Linked DNA regions of Danio rerio: region 1 is linked to region 2. The links are chromatin contacts, called in public HiCAR-type maps. All regions are on one chromosome and are shown on one strand. The core of a region is the stretch at or near the end of the contact, and the rest is flanking DNA. Distances in the headings are between cores, read along the strand shown.

Region 1 (3,447 bases), core at 288-2,787, 92 kb after region 2:
TGAAAATATAGAGGTGGCAGAATTTAGATAGAAATAAATTAATATATTGTGGAATTCAACAGAATTTAGACATTAATCTGTGCACGATATAGCCTAATATACATATATAACTTTAAAAGAGAAGAATATAGAAACAATCAAACTCTGATTGAAAGACAAAAAGTTATATAAATGACCAACTTACTATCATTTGACCAATAATAATATAACTCAAGCAATTTAGATAGTGGTTTTCCACACTAAAAGAACAAATCCAAAATAATATATTGCATTTTACTCATAGACATTGCAGGTAAGCAGAAAATGTAGAGATCACAGACTTTAGATAGAAATAAATGAATATATTGTGGAACTTAACACAATTTAGACATTAATCTGTGCAAGATATAGCCTAATATATATATATATATATATATATATATATATATATATATATATATATATATATATATATATATATATATATATATATACATACATATATACATATATATATACATATGCATATACACATATGCATATACATATATATATATATATACATACATATATATATATATACACATACATATATATATATATACATACATATAAATATATATATACATATATATATATACACATACATATATATATATATATATATATATATATATATATACATACATATATATATATATATATACATACATATATATATATATATATATATATATATATATATATATATACATATATATATATATATATAACTTTAAAAAAGAAAAAAAGAAGAATATAGAAACTATTAAACTCTGATTGAAAGAAAAAAAATGTTATATAAATGACCAACCTACCATCATTTGACCAATAATAATATAACTCAAGCGAATTAGATATAACTTTAAAAGATAAGAATATAGAGACAATAAAACTCTATATATTATACAGATATATAAACTATATAGGTTATATAAATGGCCAATTTACTATCATTTAACTAATAATAATATAAATAAAGCAATTTAGATAGTGGTTTCACATGCGAAAAGCATAAATCCAAGATAATATATTGCATTTCACTCATATATATTATATGTTCTGCTTACCTGTGCAGAGATGGCCGAATTTAGTTAATAATTGGGTGTGCACGACTCTGTTAAAACGGCTTTATTTACTATCATATGTATGTGCGTGCTTTTTTTCCTGTGTTCGTTTACTACCATTTGCCATCATCATTCACAACTTTCAATCCAAAAAAGCCAAGAGACGAGCCAAGAGAACAAGCTGTAACAGAAGACCAATTTAGGATAGGAGGATGGATGAAGAGGAAGGGAGGGAGGGATGAGACTCATTGTGAATTCCGGAAACGCTCCTCCACATGGAGAGGTAGGCTGCCACATCCGCGTGATGCTCATCTCAGCCCGCAACGGCGGCGAGCGTGGATTGGCGGGCACGCGGTATTCCCTCTACGTGTCCGCGAAAAGTGGGAGTGGCCGGGGAAGCTCGGTCACGCAGCGTGGGCGCTGTGTGTAGAGCGCGGGTATAAAAGCTCGAGCAGAGCGGCGGGAGATGCAGCAGACAGCAGCTCAAGCATCACCGGCTCTCTCTTATACACACATATACCGGCAACAGAAGCAGCATCAGCACCATGGTTCTCATCTGGACTCAGTTCGGCGTCAAACACAAGAACGTCAAGTGCAAAGTGCGAGTGATCCACGGAGAGGAGGGATCATGGAGCTCAGAGGTGAGATGCTGCACATGACATTGAAATCACATGCTACATTTTATTGATGCATGTATATTCCCTGCTACATTATTTAGTGTGGAATATAATATTTGTGCATGAAATATATAGAGGTATATGCAATGCATATATTTATGCACACATATATGCACAAATATCTTTACTTATGAAGCATTCAGATGCATTAAATTGGACATTTTTCTCAACCTCAAATGTTTATGTTCAATTACTTGATTTTAAATGGAATTAAAAGAGGGTATTCTTTGCCATAAAGTGAATTTACTGAACCTACACACTGGAGCCTGACAAAATATGCTCATTTTAGAAGAAAATTTAAGATGCATCTAAACTCTTCATGTGTACATTGTAAATGTTTATGTGTCTTTGTGTATATATATATATATATATATATATATATATATATATATATATATATATATATATATATATATATATATATATATATATATATATGTATGTATGTATGTATATATATGTATAAATATATATATATATATATATATATATATATATATATATATATATATATATATATATATATATATATATATATATATATATATATATGTATGTATGTATGTATGTATGTATGTATATATATGTATAAATATATATATATATATATATATATATATATATATATATATATATATATATATATATATATATATATATATATATATATAGTCTACAATGCAAATATTGTGAGTATATTATATAATGAAGAATATAGAGGGAAACTTTTACGTATATACATAAATTGATTTATATATTGGAGAATATAAGGGATATTATCTTTATACCCCTATACTGTACTCTCCACTTTATAAAAACACTCAGTTCATATATAGTGGGGAATTTGTAGACTTTTTTATCAAACTTCATCTATATAAAATACATCCAAATAATTTCTAATGTATATTATATATTACACAATGCCATATTATAAGATATACGCTTTCAACTTTTGTGAAGTAGAGAATATTTGATACGATATGGTTAAAGAATTAATATTTTAAACGTTTTGTATAGTGATTTTACAGCAATCATAAAGTAATTATTAAAAAATCTGCCCATGAATAAAGAGTAGGATTCAAAATTGATGTCTAAATGAAAAATTTGGTCATTGAGATCCTCACCAACTCTTACTATTATGGGAAACCCCCTTTATTTTCTATGCTACTCGCATCCTTGCCAGTTAAAACAAACTTTATTATTTTTTGGAGGGGGATCACCCTGTGTAGGTGAACTATAAATGAGCACACACTAAACTCCATCTGCCTGTCTCTGTGTACACAGGAGGTGCGTGAGGAACCTGAGGTGTCTAGCCCTCCACCCTCACCAGAGTGTGTGGATTACTACTCTGTGCTCGGCGTCTCAAACGACTCCAACGAGGAGGAGATCAGAAAGGCGTACAAGCGTCTGGCGCTCCGTTACCACCCAGACAAGAACTCAGACGCAGACGCCGAGGACAAATTCAAACAGATCGCTCAAGCCTACGACGTCCTGACAGACCCCGAGAAACGCAACATCTATGATCAACAAGGTGAGATATTGAACGTTAAGCAATGTTAAAATGCATTTAGATGACGGTACGTCAAAATAAGAGTCCCGAAGATGCAAGCGAGCACCGAGTTCAGTGGGTTCACACAACCCCCATTTCAACTGATTCGCAGTGCTGCAGAGCTAGAGCAGAATTC
Region 2 (3,279 bases), core at 426-2,925:
ACACATGTCATGTGCTATAGGTGAATTGGGTGAACTAAATTGGCCGTAGCGTATAAGTGTGAATGAGAGTTTATAGGCGTTTCCCAGTACTGGGTTGCAGCTGGAAGGGCTTCCGCTGTGTAAAACATATGCTGGATAAGTGGGTGGTTCATTCCGCTGTGACGACCCCTGATGAATAAAGGGACTAAGCCTAAAGAATAGTTTTAATAACTAATCTCTAATAACTAATGTCTTTTTCATGATGACAGAACATAATATTTTACTAGGTATTTTGTAAGATACTAGTAATCACCTTAAAGTGCAATTTATTTTCCAAAATATATATTTATTGGGTTTTGTTTGAACTAAAGAACATAACACATAAAAATAAATAAATAATAATAAAATAAATAAAAACTTATTATGAAGTATTGAAACAATAAAGTGCAAGTTAGAGGCTTAACTAGGTTATTATGTTAAAATTAACAATATTGACCTTAAAATTGTTTTTTTGACCTTAAAAAAAACTTTTACTCCAGCCAAACTAAAAGAAATAAGAGCAATCCCATGCAAATGTCAACCTTGCCATTAACAAATTAGGTTTTCACCGAAATATAGAAACTATTTCTACATGTATTGTGTAGGCTTGTATTTTACAGTGCTTTAAAATACTCAAAAATGTCTCTGTCAGAGTTTTTAAACTATTATATGTAATTTAACAAGGTCACACAAGTGCCAATTTCATATCTGTCCCATCAATAACGGAAATCTGTCACATCCATAACCAAGCTTTTCCCTAATAAATGCAAAATTGTGAAATAAAATGAAATCAATCATTTTTGTTCTATAGAGAGCAAACTCTCATCATTTTGATTAGCATGGTTTGTTTTGACTTGTGCAGCTTAGTTCACAAAATTTCTACAAAGTATGTTTGTTACTGTAAACTCTTATACTGTTTTAGTCACATCCGTAACATGTTTATTTTCCTCATTTAAAATATATGAACTGTCTACAGATTGATAGTTTTTCTGATCTCATAACTCTGTGGTTTGAATTTTTAGAAAATATAAGCAGATGTTTCAATACAAAGTAAACTTATACTTTCTATGTGGATTTATGTTTTGAGTTTTTACTGCAAATGCCACATCCATAACGCTGGAACTGCTCATAAGACTTTCCTCTGAGAAAAAAATAATATATGAAATACTGTGCAAATGTCTTTCCTTTGTCTGTGAAGCATAATTTGGCATACTTTTGACGACAACTATATGTAACAACATTTAACAGGGCACCAAGTATTCATTTAGCGTGCTAAGTTCATGTACTCCAATACAAATAATTTCATATCCAAAATACATGCTAATGTTTTGTTTACATTAGTTATAAAAGGATGTGATCATTAAGACGTACAAAATCAAACGCACATATATTGAATTAGTTTATACGTCCAGTCTAATACAAATACCAAATACACTTTGTCCATATAAACATTACATTGAACAGCGGGACGAATGTACACGTTTGAGCATTCTTTGTGTGCATTTTAAATAGATTACATTAGTTTATATTATTCACAAAGATATCAACTCACGATTTTGCTTTTCTCGCACATGTTTCCTGTAAACGTGTGTTGCATGTACGCAAATTTACACCATAAAAACTTCCGAAGGCAACAACTGAAGATCCCGCCAGTAAATTTGTTCTTCTTGTTCCGGGTTCTCAAAGCGCATTCCTCATTGGCTGGCCGAATGAAAACCGACCAATCAGCGAACAAAGTTTACTCTACGTAGTCACTTGTTTAAAACAAATAACAAATAAGGTAAGCTTTATTCGCTATATTAAAAAATCAGTAGTTATGAATAGCTTTGAGAATGGGGGTCTTTATATGCTAAATTTTTGTACATTTAATAATACTGTCAAAATTAAATGGGGCAAAAATGTTCTCAAAAATCCATCCTCAGTCTGGAATTTCATTCCAAATTACATATTTTCTAAATTTAAAGGGCTTAATTTCGAGTAATTGTTATTATTCTGTAACTATAATGTTGAGAAAATACCAGCTAAATTATCTCAATTTCATAAGCAATTTCTTCTTGGCTGGTCACTGTTATACAAGCACAACTTCTCTCCTCACAAATATTTTATTTGGAATAACCAAAATATTGTAAACAAAATCAAATCTCTTTTCTTTTAACGCTAGTTTAAAGCAAATATTCTGCTTGTTAGTCAATTATTTTACTCAAATGGCCATTTATTAAATTATAACGAATTTCTTAATCGATTCAATATTCGCAACCCAGTACTATGAAACACTCGGAGAAAACACGTGAACATGGGGAGAACATCCAAACTCCACACAGAAATGCCAACTGACCCAGCCGAGGCTCGAACCAGCGACCTTCTTGCTATGAGGCGACAGCACTACCTACTGCGCCACCGCATCGCCCACCCATACACACTCATTTACAAAAATATTCTGGATAAGTTGGCGGTTCATTCCGCTGTGGCGACCCTGGAATAATAAAGGGAATATGACGAAAAGAAAATGAATGACTAAATAACATGCCCATTTTTAATTCTATTTCTCTAAAACAAAAAATATAAATTCTGCAAAGAAGCAATTAGTCACATAAACTAGGAACTAAGCCGAAAAGAAAATTAACGAATGAAACTTGCACCTTATAATCACTATAATGTCAGTAAATGCAATATTAAGTACAGTATGTCATATTGCTTCGTTAACAGAAACTTACAGCATCATGCCTTAAAAACAGAATAACGTTTTAAATGTACGGCACTCTGAGTATAACACAATCCCTCCTTTAAATAAATTGAAAAATGTACATTCAGGACACAAAGCCTTTCACACTAAATAAAGTGGACCTATTTTTTATTTAGCTAATCCCCTGGGATAAAATCGCCTGTTACTCTTTTGTTTGTAAGTTCTTTGATTTACAAATAGTAGTCATGTCTTACTACTGTGGTGGAAATTAATTTTATTTATCTTATATTCATTTTATAAACTCATTTGTTCTAGTTATAAAGGTCTGCTCTTTTATTTTTACATGGATGTACTGTTTAAGCTAGACCACTTTAACATCTGTCTATCACCAGACAAGATCTGGATAAGTACATGGTGATTCAATAGTATCTGGATGCAGCCTTTATGATGCAAGCTGAGACTGCATCACTCAGCGATGCAATGTCAGACACAATGCACTCAATGGAGCTATAGTGACGTCACTGTGACGGGTAGGGTTAGGGGTGGGGTTAGGTGAGCCCATTAAAAAGCATTGGATG

The links. HiCAR-type assays count read pairs that join an accessible place to other places.
Region 1: a HiCAR-type map of caudal fin shows a contact between it and region 2, with 3 times the contacts expected there. The contact joins the promoter of zgc:122979 here to the promoter of haus1 in region 2. A contact is called at or near these places in 2 of 4 datasets of contacts at active chromatin or transcription factors (caudal fin and embryo).

What each region holds. Positions count from the first base shown.
Region 1 is chr21:6,039,960-6,043,406 of GRCz12tu, forward strand. zgc:122979 reads left to right here and starts at 1,538. Exons shown (of 4, transcript NM_001037574.2): 1 at 1,538-1,726; 2 at 3,047-3,293. The coding sequence starts at 1,631. All of the region lies in intron 2 of LOC141379962 (a long non-coding RNA gene), which reads right to left.
Region 2 is chr21:5,948,319-5,951,597 of GRCz12tu, forward strand. It overlaps haus1 (HAUS augmin-like complex, subunit 1), which reads right to left and starts at 1,676. Exons shown (of 9, transcript NM_001256249.1): 1 at 1,571-1,676. The coding sequence starts at 1,615.